2 separate regions of the Sus scrofa genome follow, and region 1 is linked to region 2. The links are chromatin contacts, called in public Hi-C maps. All regions are on one chromosome and are shown on one strand. The core of a region is the stretch at or near the end of the contact, and the rest is flanking DNA. Distances in the headings are between cores, read along the strand shown. Region 1 overlaps FOXP4 (forkhead box protein P4). Region 2 has its middle 53 kb from the start of FOXP4.

Evidence for each region. Hi-C and Micro-C count contacts between places; a contact is called where the count stands out from the background.
Region 1: a contact with region 2 is called in a Hi-C map of liver, with 2.5 times the contacts expected there. The contact joins two enhancer-like sites. A contact is called at or near these places in 2 of 47 Hi-C or Micro-C datasets (embryonic fibroblasts and liver).

The regions. Positions count from the first base shown.
Region 1 is chr7:36,771,594-36,777,335 of Sscrofa11.1, reverse strand. FOXP4 (forkhead box protein P4) reads right to left here. Exons shown (of 17, transcript XM_013977903.2): 2 at 4,186-4,281. Among named protein-coding and RNA genes, the nearest start is that of FOXP4, 14 kb to the right of the region's middle. Within about 2 kb of position 1,550, at least 21 of the 83 cell types and tissues checked have an H3K27ac peak or open chromatin away from gene starts, as enhancers often do. A contact at or near this core is called in liver, where this site is marked.
Region 2 is chr7:36,705,172-36,711,061 of Sscrofa11.1, reverse strand. No RefSeq gene overlaps it. Among named protein-coding and RNA genes, the nearest start is that of FOXP4, 53 kb to the left of the region's middle. Within about 2 kb of position 1,326, at least 12 of the 83 cell types and tissues checked have an H3K27ac peak or open chromatin away from gene starts, as enhancers often do. A contact at or near this core is called in liver, where this site is marked.

The sequences.
Region 1 (5,742 bases), core at 301-2,800, 66 kb before region 2:
CCCAGGCAGAGGAGCAGCGGGGAAGTGCAATGGATCCAGCAACATCGTTAAGTCCCACTGCACCCCCCCTTGCCCCCCCAAAACTAGAGGCTGAGCCCCAGCCCTGCACGCCCCTCTTTTACCCTAGTCATCTCTGTATGAACCTCCCTGGAAAAGGCACCTTGCTTTTCAGCCCCGGCCACACTGTATGGCTGAGGGCTCCGAGGGGCCTGTAATGCAGACCCTTAAGTGGCAGTGCTGGGATGTAGGGCCAGGTCCATGTGCTCCGCGGCTCCTGGTGCCCCACCGCCCTCACACCGCACTGCAGAGCAGGTCTTGAGAAGGGTTAGGAGAGCATGTGGAGATGGAACCATCAGGGGAGCTGACAACGCTGGAGATTCCAAAGGCCACCTCCCTCTTTCCAACTCTCTCCCAAGGGAGAAAGCCAGGCTGCAGGGCTGTGCCTGCCACTCCCAGCTCCTCTGGGAGTGGGGGGCAGACTATTGCACCGATCCACGCCCCCTCTTGCAGAGCCAGCCCATGCCCTCTGCTGGGTGCCCCTGAGGCAGCTGCCCACCTGTTCCTTCCTTCGTCTTCCCACGGGGGCACCTGACATGTGGTGTCGAGCTCAGGGCCCTGGATTTCTGAGTCAGTGACCCAGGTCCTTGCCTGTGACATTGACTGTACTTTGAAATCACCAAGCCTCACTTTCCGCCTCCGCTCACCGGGGTTTGGGAGGCTTGCCCTCCCCGCTCCACCCAAAAGGATGCTGTTGAGGGCTGATGATGTTCCAGGCACCGGGCTAAGCCCTTGATGTGTCTTATCTCCCTGCATCCTCACAGCAACCCTGGGGTGAGCACAGGCATGGTCCCTGCTTGACAGATGAGGAAACCGAGGCCCAGAGGGACAGTGGGAGAAGGAGTGAGTCAAAGGGACATGTATGCCGTGAGAGTCTAAAAAGGTAAAGAAAATCACTTTTTAAAACGTTCTGGATTTTCCTTTTCCCCTCTTCTCCTCCTCCCACCTCAGGCGCACAAGGGCCCCTTCGGACCAAAGCTCTGGGCCTCCCATTCTCATGGCCATGAGGACTGAACCAGAGGAGGTGGACAGGGCCCCCAGCCGGGGTGACTGAGCCCAGACACCCAGGAGAATCCTTCCAGGCACCAGGGGTGTGAGTCACAGCAAATGGCCTGCAGGAAAGGATGTGGCCTTTCCTTCCTTGGGGCTTTCCTACTGGGAGGCAGGGGAATGGAAGAAATGACCTTGGAAGGCCTCCCTGGCCCCTACCGATCCTGCCAAGTGGCCGAGCAGCTGGCCGGAGAGGCGGCTGCAGCAATCTGGACAGACTGCCGCATGTGGACTTGTCGCGAAAATGGCCCTGTGGGGTCAAGGAAGGTCAGCGAGGTGGCTGCTGCTGGCTGAGCGCCTGACCTGGATGAGCCCAGCCCTTCCCCTCATGCCCCTTGGGGGTCCTGAGAACTGAGCTGGAGCTCCCCTGGTGTCCCCGCTGACCCCTTACCAGGCTAGGATGTGTCAGGATGGGCACCGTCAGCTAGTCAGCTCAGCGAGGCCCGTGAGTCACCATCTGGAGGGTGGCCAGGGCAGCTAAACGCTTACAAAAGCCCTGGCAGTGTGAGGCCTGGGCAAAATGCCGACGGCTGCCTCCAGCCCCTCCCTCAGGGACCCTGCTTAGGCCCGGGGCCCTCCAACCACCATGAATACAGTAGGCTGGCCTGGGAGAAACAGGGGTAGTACCTGACACAGGGGAAGCTTATTTGGAGGCCGAGAGTTGGGATGGATGCAATTTGGTGCCAGAATCAAGGACCCAGACTCAACCTCTTAAGTATGGGGTCTGGGGACCTAGGGCGAGTGGTGAGACTAGGCCAGAGCTTAGCTTAGGTTAAACTCCCTTGCAAATGACCAGAAGGTAGTCTGCAGTCCTGGCTGGAGCTGCAGCAAGAAAGACTGTGGTGAGACACCAAGAAGAACTTCCAAAACGGCAAGGGGGCTAAGATGAGACAAAGGCTGGGCACAGCCTGCCCTGGCCACCTTTCTGCCGAAACTCTCAGCTACCTATGCCCTCTGTGCCTTGACCTCTCCCTGCAATCTCTAGGCTGGTGCCAGACCGAATCTGGTTTTAGAAAGTCTTCCAACGCTCCATGAGAGGGATGGCACACACAGCCAGGAGGTGAGTGGCAGGCAGTCCTTCCTTGAGTTAGGAAGCACAGCGGCATCCTACGGGGACCCCTGGAAAGGGGGTGTCATCCAGCTGCATCACCCACTTAATTCAAGCTCCAGATCCACGGAATGCACTCTCCCTTCTCCCCTCAGTAGCCTCGAGCTCACAGAAAGCTGATTCTAGGCCCTAGACCCCACTCGGGGATGAAGCCCCACTTCCTTGGAGCCTGCGAACCTGAGGGTGAGGGTGAGGGGCAAGGGAGCTATGCAGGGCTGGAGAAGGAAGAGAAAGCTCACCAGCTGGGGCTCCAAGCTCCTGGAGAGGTTCGGCCATGGCCCCAAGAACCGCCATCTCCCAGAGCCCAGAGACCCACAGGGCCAGGGCTCTGTAGGGGCTGCGGTTCACTACTGTGCTAAGCACGTGGCAGCATCACAGTGCAGGCACCCAAGTAGGAGTTCTGGAGTTGTCTGGGCTCCAGCCCTGGCTCTGCCCTTCGTTAGCAATGTGACTCTGGACAAGCTGCTTAACCTCACCAGGCCTGAGTTGCCTCAGCTGCAACATGGGGCCCATAACAGCATCTAGCCCCAAGGATTAGATGAGATGGTGTTTGTGGACCACCTAGTGTTTGCCCCATGGTGAGCGCTCTGCCAGTGTTAAGGAGAGCTAAGTGTCTGCAGAGTGACCTTTTTTGTCAAGTGAGGTTTCTGGGATGGAGGTGGTCTCCTGAGGAATATTCCACAGCCTCCCTTCCTCCCCCACCTCTTTCAGATCTCCCCACCCCCACCCAGCTGCAAAGTCCTTCTCGATGCCTGACCTCAGTCTCCAACTGCCTGCAACGGGGTCCTAGGCTGGGCCCAGGGTGGAAAAGATTCAGAACAGCAGCCTGAGGACCGACCACTTCAGATCCAGGGAGTATCGGGGGGCTCGTCCCCTAATTGGAAGAGACACTGTCTTGACACCAGGTGGGCATGAGAACCTTCTACATCATTCCAGTGCGAGATGTTGCTCTTTGGGAGTCTCTCTGGAGTCCGTCCTCCCCTCCCCGCCCCGCAGGCCGCTACCCCTCTTTGCCCGATTCCCCCGCCCTTGAGGGCTCTCCTGAGGTTGAAGACTTTGAAAAGGCGGCCGCTGCTCAGCCCGGCTGTCCAGCACCTTCAACTTCTCCAAAGCACGTACGCTTGTTTTCCATAAAGCCCAGAGCAGCGGAATCTGCCTCGGGACAAAACCCAGCCCCAGGTCCTTCTCCTCCAGGCGCCCAGCTCTTGGCGGGCCCCCCCACCCCTCAGCACCCCATCCCCCAGGCTCCAGTGCTTCACGCCCAGATCGTGCTCACCCTTCCTCCCTTAGATAAACTTCCTTTCAAAGCCCCGCTTAATCCTCTCCCCAATTCCGCGCCTCCCCCACTGCCAGGCCAGGGGGAGGGAAGCAGGCGGCCCAGAGCTGTGACCCACCCCGACTCAGACGGCAATTCTCCCAAGTTCTTTGTGATACAAAAGGTAAACAGAAGGCCTGGCTTACCCCCCGCCCCTCACCCCGATCTCCCCTCCCCCAGCCAGCCAGATGGGCTGGCTCGCTGGGGGGAGGGGGAGGGGGAAAAAAGGGCAGATTGTGCAAAGGAAAACAAAAGAGACAGAGAGACATCAAGAGACAGGAAACGAGAGGAGACAGGGTTAGAGGGTGAGAGACAAAGGGGGGGGGTGCGTGGTGACCTCAGCAAGTGAGAGAGCCTGGGAGGGGAGCAGAGAGGGACGGGCCGAGGGACCCACAGGGCCAGAGCAATTGGTAATGAAGACGTGCCCAGGAGAGACTCCGCGGGCAGAGCCAGGCTCCAACTCTGAGCCAGATACCAGGCTCTGCAGGAAGAAGGCCAGGGCACTCAGGTGCAGGGCAGAAGGTGGGGTCCCTGTACCCAGTGCAGTCCCCTCTCTGGCACCGGGACCAGCCAGAGGAGGTGTCCAGCCCAGTCCTTCTCCTTCTGTGCCAAGCCCACCCTCCCAGGCCCCAGCACCGCGGGGCGCCCTTCTCACCTGCACGGCAGAGGCCGACTGCTTGCTGTCATTGTTCCCGGGGGAGCTCAGGCCGGAGGCCTGCTGCAGCAGGAACTGCCGGGCCACCTGGAGAGCCTGCAAGACAGGGCGAGTCAGAGCTCGGCCAGCTCCAGCAGAGGTGGGGCGCAGGGGTCAAGGCGGGATCCTGGATTCGAGGAGCACTTGGAGAGAACAAAGGGGAGGAGGCCAGGGTCAGGGGGAAGGTCCTGGGGGCGGTGAGTGAGAGGGTCTGCCTGGGCTGGGGGTAAGGATAAAAGGAGTCACGGAGAGGAGCTGCCAGGCCTTGGGGATCAGAGCCTCTGCAGGGACTCACTCTGGGGCCTGGTGAGGTTTCGCTGGGACTCCATGAGGGGGCAGCAAAGGGAAGGGTCGGTGGTCTAACAAGGACCCAGGAGAAAGCAGAGCCGTCGACTCAGGGTATTAATGATGGGGACTATTTATTGAGCATCTACTATGTGTCAGGCACTTTCCAGGCAAGATCTCATTAATCCTCTTCTTGGAGGGCATGAGGTAGGGATTATCAGTCCCATTTTGCAGATGAGGAAACTGAGTCTCTAAGAAGTTAGGTGATATGACCAAGATCACACAGCTAGGAGAGACGTCAGAGCCAAGATTCGAGGCCAGGAAGCCTGGCTCCAGGGTTCACCTGCCTGGCGAGGTGGTGGGTCTGGGGCCTGGGGGCCTTGCATTCACTTGGGATCAGAGCACAGTTGGGAGAAGGAGGGTGCAGTTTCAAGGTGAGAACTGTGTGGCTTTGGGGGTCCAGAGACAGGGCCTCGTGGCCCTGGGGGGATGTGATCAAGTCCTGAAGAGAGTGTGGGGCCCCTCAGTGAGTTACGCCGACTGCAGGGCCACAGGGGCTTAGATTGGGCTCTGAGCCGGTGGGCTCATGGGAACAGGAAGTGCGTGGAGTTTGTAGGAGGCGCACCTCTGGCCAGTCAGTGGGCCTGGGGGGTGGGCGGACAGCGAGAGGTCAGGTGGGAGGGATATTCAGAGGCGGGGATATGGGTACCTGTCCTGAACCCACATTCCAGGAGCACAAGACCTGTCTGCCTCCAGGTTCCTCAAAGACCTCATTGGGGGCCAGAGCAGAGGTGCCTCCCAGCCTTTGCCAGGGGCTCTGGCATCAAGCAGACCTGGGTCTGAAGCCTAGCTGTGCCACTGACCGGTGATGTGACCTTGGGCGAGTTATTCCCTATCTGTGTTCCAGTCTCCTCATGTGCAAAACTGGGTCACTACCCATCTCTGAAATACGAACAGAGGTTAAAGGACCAACGTTTGGCACTCTGTGGGCATCGAGAGTGTCCACTCCCTTCCCTTCTCATGAATCCCTGTCACCTCCTCCAGCCTCTGCTCAGTGCACCTACTAAATGAAACGGGTGCCACCTACGGCTCCTCGCACCTCCCCCCACCCCGTCTGTCCTCCGGTGGACTTCCACTCCTGCCCACTGCAAGCAGCACCAAGGCGGACCTGGAGGTGGGACGCGGAGGAACTCACCCTCCCCAGCCTCTCGGCAAACACGGGCACCTCTGTGT
Region 2 (5,890 bases), core at 77-2,576:
TCATATTCCCCCCTCCCTTTTTTTTTTTTTTTTTTTTTGCTTTTTAGGGCTGTACCTGTAGCGTGTGGAAGTTCCCAGGCAAGGGGTCGAATCAGAGCCATAGCTGCCAGGCACAGCCACAGCCACAGAAATGCCAGATCCAAGCTATGACTTAGACCTACACCACAACTCGATGCGATACCTGATCCTTAAGCCACTGAGCAGGGCCAGGGATGGAACCTGCATACTGGTTGGATTCATTACTGCTGAGCCAGAACGGGAACTCCTGGGCATCGTTTTTTAAAATGTATCCTGCGTCCTCCCGATAACATGGTATTTCGCCACTCCTAAGGTGCACACACCTTTGACACCTGAGATATATCTTACAATCCATCAGCACAGAATTTCCTTCTTACTGGAACATAAAATAATGGTGCATCTTTCCGTCTCAGGTTCTCAAAAGTATAGAAAGAGAGGAAGAATCCCCACCGCTGGTGGGCACAGGGTGGGTGGTTTGCACGCATTACTACCTCATTATTCCACCTGCCAAAGCTGTGAGCTAAGTCTCCTGCACACCTCTGATGCAAAAGGGGTTACCAGGAACTTATTAACCTGCCTCAGACCAAGTTCAGTTTGTGGATTTGAATCCACAATTAAATGGCCCAATATTCATCCGTGACCCTTGAAGAGGGCTTTATAATTTTTGAGCAGTCTGTACATTTATTTTGTCCGTTGAGAAAAAAAAATCGAGCGACTTGTTGTAGCTTACACACCTGACTTTTTCTTTTTTGGTCTTTTCTAGGGCCACACCTGTGGCATATGGAAGTTCCCAGGCAAGGGGTCGAATTGGAGCTGTAGCCACCAGCCTACACCACAGCCACAGCAGCTCCAGATCCGAGTCGCATCTGTGACCTACACCACAGTTCACGGCCATCCCGGATCCTTAACCCACTGAGCTAGGCCAGGGATTGAACCCTCAACCTCATGGTTCCTAGTCGGGTTCGTTTCTGCTGCACCACGACGGGAACTCCCACACCTGACTTTTCAGCCTGTAAGTGTGAAAGACTCATGAGAGGTTTTCTTGTTTTTTGGGTTTGTTTTTGGCTTTTTCTTGTTTTTAAACCTGCCTGGGTTTTGGAAGGTAGAAGCTGCTCTTACAAGAAGAGAGGGGCCAGGGAAGCAGGCCAGGGCAGAGATCTTGAGCCGGGGCAAGGTCACTGTCATTGCAAAGACTCCGCTGAATTCCGGATCTGTGCGTTGTGTGTGAAGTGAAGGGGCTGTCCTGGCAGGTGGGGAAGGCAGGACTTTCCACTCCTTCCCGGCCTCCGCTCAGGCCGGAAGCCACTGCCCCTCCTCCGTGTTTACGCTTGACAGGCCACGCCCCTTGGGATGGCACAGCCGGACACCCCTCCCCTCGGCCCTGCTGCTCCTGGCCAAATAAATGCCTTTCCCCCAACCCTGAAAGCACTTTTAGGCACCTGGGCCTGAGCTGGGCCAGACTTCCAGGGAAGAAAGGGGGCGAGTGGGGAAAGGAAGCTAGAGGAAAAGGAGATGAGGGCCCTCTGGGCTAGGACAAAGTTATGTGATTGTCTTGCACTTTTGCACTCATCACTTTTCTTTTTGTATTTTTTTTTTTTTTTTATATCCTGACACCCAGTTTCTAAAATCTTCCTTCCCCTCCTAGCAACTCTTGTCCTAAGAGACTTCATTCACACCAAGGTAAACATGACCCATAACAGCTTTGAAAGCCACCGTTTCAAGGGAGAAGTTGGCTTCTTTGTCTATTTATTCCTTTTTTTTTTTTTTTTTTTTTTTTTTTTTGCTTTTTAGGGCCGTGCCTGTGGCATAGGAAGTTCCCAGGTTGTGGGTTGAATCAAAGCTGTAGCCGCTGGTCTATACCACAGCCACAGCAACGTGGGATCCCAGCTGTGTCTGTGACCTACACCACAGCTCATAGCAACACTGGATCCTTAACTCACTGAGCAAGGCCAGGGATCGAACCTGTGTCCTCATGGATACTAGTCCGGTTCTTAATGCACTGAGCCACAACGGGAACTCCAGTCCGTTTATTCTTTGACTCAGCAATTTCCTTGGGCTTCCTGGGGACCCTCCATCCCACCTGAAAGCCTTACCTGGACTGTCTGGGGGGCTGCTGTCCAAGCTTTGCCTTTCGCAGTAATGACACCCTTACCCTCTTAGATGACATCTAAGTATACTGGCAGCAACACAAGCTCTCTCAGTTGTTCACAGTTCAGTGAAAGGAAAGGAAATTCATCCTCACGAAAAAAAAAGGAAGTTTAGGGGACTTTGCTTTAAACAAAAAGAATGGTGCTTTAATAGTGTATCAACCAATCAGTTTATTTTAGTTTGTCCCCTGGGCTGAGCCCCTTAGGGCAGCTGCAGTTGAGCAGGAGCCCATCCAGGACATCAGCCCTTGGATGGAATTTCCAAACAGGACCACCAACAGTCAGGGTCCTGGGTTCGATTCTTTCTCTGTCCTCAGTAGAGAAAGAGCTGACTCTGAAGTTTTAGAAGACTCTGAGCTCAAAGCTGGAAGGGACGCAAAAAATCCTCAAATCTAGTTTACAGAGGCTAGAGTGGCTTAAAAGTAGTATAGTCTTGGAGTTCCCGTTGTGGCTCAGAGGTAATGAAACCAACTAGTATCCATGAGAATACGGGTTTGATCCCCAGCCTGGCTCAGGGGGGTAAGGATCTGGCGTTGCTGTAGGCTGGCAGCTGCAGCTCCGATTTGACCCCTAGCCTGGGAACTTCCATATGGCGAGGGTGTGGCCCTAAAAAAAAAAAGGAGTGTAGTCTTTCAATAAACAATTTACATGGAAATTGCAAGTAGAAAGCAACTAAGAGGTGTAGCTCTAGTTGAAGTGGGGGGAGGGCTAGACCCAGCATACTCTGCTCCCTCAATTCCCCGTTGAGTGGTCCAAAGCTTGAAGTATGCCTAGGGAGTCCACTGAGCTAGTCCAGCGATCCATTTTACAGACAAGGAAACTGAGTCAGAGCGTCATGGGGATGATGGTGGCCCTTAGGATCCTCTGCCCTCCGAGGTCTGCTTTGAGTTCAGCTGCATTCCCTTGACTCACAATATGTCCTCCTTTCCAACTTGATCTGCAAAATCCTACCCACCCTCAAATGCCACCACCTCCTGGAGGAGTGGTCCCCAACTCTCTCATCCAGTTCTGGCCCTGTGCCTGCTCCCGGCGGTGTTCCTGGAGCTGGTTGCTTTTGCATGTCTCTTAGGACCAGCTTCCCTTGCATCTCTGCTCACAGGGCAGGTCATTTCTCCCTCACCAGACTGCTGGGCTCTCTGGGATCAAGAGTGTCTTTTTTATGTCAACCAGCCGGTGTGTAGGTGTGTGGTCGCAGTGAAGCTGTCGACATGTTTTCTGGGGTAAAGATGAGACGCTTCGCCCTTGGTTGCGGGAGGGTCTGCCTCCTGGGCAGCCCTAGTTCTCATCGCTCAGCTGGGGAGGGCACTGAATTTGATATGACAGTTACCTGGGGACCTGAAGTAGGGCGGAAGAGGGACACAGCCTTTAGAACTTGAAGGGATGGTTCCTTGCTGCCCTGAGCTGGCCCCTCCCGTCCCCACCTCAGAAGATGGAGAGCAGAAAGGCGGAGAGGGAAGAGGATCCAGGACCTCTACCCCTCCCGCCCTCACAGGTTGCCCTCTTCTCTGGCATTTTAAGAGCTCAGACTCAAACCCTTCAAGGGCTTTTGAAACAATTAGATTTGCAAGTGCCCAGCGCTCAGTCTAATTGCTTAAAAGCCACTTCAGGCTCCAACTGACCCAGAGTAAAGCCTGGGGAGTGGGCAGGGGGGAGGGGAGATCTGAGACACTCTGTCGCCCTGCTTCCAAGGCCTTTCTTGGTGACCAAGATCTGGACCAGGGGTGAGGCCGAAAAGCAATCTTCCATGGTTCCCAGGTAGCAGAGCCACTGAAATGTCCCCACTCTTTCCCAGCCCTTGTCTCTGGGGGACCCCTCACATTCTCTCCCACACCTTCTCATGCAAATCCCAGCATCCTCCGGGGTGGTCAGGACAGGTGTGTGCCCAACCCATTTTTAGAGTTTAAACCTTGGGTTAGGTGAGGAGGACGAGAAGTGTCAGGAAGCAAGTCCAGAGGTATCTGGCTCAAAGATGATGCTGTTCTTCTGGAATCTTCTGCATGGGGGCAGGAGGGGCTTTTGCAATCGCCACCTCAGTTCCACCTCTCCACTCCTTTCTGATTACTCTCTCCCCCATTCTGATTTCTGTACATTTTTCTCTCTGACTCCAGATCCTACCATGCTCCGAATAGATAGGGTCCGATGTTCTTCGGAGCCTCTAAGCACCCCCATTATCTGGCCCCGCCTCATCTCAGCTCCATCCATCCCTCCCCTCTGCTTTTTCACAGGCTGTGCTCTTGGTCTTCACTGCTCCATCATCCAAAAGAGACCCAGCATCAGGCTCAGCAGTGGGGACACTGGGAGGGTAAGTCATGGGCTCTGCTTTCAGGATGACACATTCTAAGTGAAACGTGGATGGATTTCTTTGCCAAAAATTTGCTGAGCACCAACTACCTGCCAGATGCTGCCCTAGGCTACAGGGACATTGAGGCAAACCAAACAGATAAAGTTCCCAGTCTCTTGGAGCCTTTATGGTGGAAGGAGTAACATGCAGTGACACACAAGCAAAAGATATGTAATCTGCCAGAGGGAGAAGAGTGAGTGAAGGGAAACATAGCAGAGGGAGGAGAAGGGTCCTGGAGGTGGGGACCTTTGAGCAGATCTGAGTGGAGGGAGGGAATGGCTTGTGCAAAGGTCCTGAGGCAGGGCTGCCTGTGTGTTCAAGGAGCAGCAAGAGGCCAGTGTAACTGGAGGAGAATGAGTGAGGGAAAGAGATGAGAAGATGGGTCAGAGGGAAGACGGGCTGGATCATGATGGGGGCTGTAGACTCAGCAAGGGCTTTGGATTTTAGAATGAGATGGGGCCATTGGGGATATTGAGCAGGGAGTGATATGAGTAAATATATATATATATATACATATATATATATATATATGTATATATATATATATTTATTTATTTATTTAATTTTATTTATTTATTTTTTCTTTTTTGGCATATGGAGTTCCTGGGCCAGGGATCAGTTCCAAGCCTCAGCTGCTGCAGCAATGCCAGATCCTTAACCCACTGTGCTGGGCCAGGGATCTAACCAGCATCCCAGTGCTCCAGAGACGCTGGATAACAATGTATATTTTATTTGGCTCAGTGGGAACTCCAAATATATATTTTAAAAGGCTCACTTTGGCTGCTGTTGGAGTCGGGGCAAGAGTAGAAGCAGGGAGTCTAGCTAGGAGGCTACTGCAACAGTCTAGCAAGAGACGGTGAGGCTTTGAGTGTTAGGAAGTAGTCAGCTGAGAGATCATTATAATACAATGTAGAGACTCCCTTAAGAGAGTACAAGTCAGGGACCCCTGAGGGACCAGGAGGCGGTGGGCTGGACTGTTGACAAGAAAGGATTGCTAGGGGTTTGATTGCAGCGCTGAATCATAAATGAGGAGGAGGAATTGGTCCAGACAGGAGATGGGAGATGGGCCAGAGGGGACAGCCAGTGCTGGGGTGCGTGCTTCATGTGTTGTGGGGAGCTGGGAGGAGGTAGACAGGCCAGAGCATCACTTAGAGGCAGGGAGAGATGTAGCCTCGGGCTGGAGAGGATGAGGGGCCAGACACCGAGGGTGGGAGCCTAGTTGAAGAGTGTGGGCTTTCTTCAGTGGGGCAGCAGGAAGCCGCAAAGGGTGTCAAGCCTGAACATTTCCCCATCCAATTTGTCCTGGGCAAAGATCACTCTGGATGCAGAGAAAGGGGAGGGGCAGGGCTGGGGGCTGGGAGGCCAGTTAGGAGGCTGGCCTGGT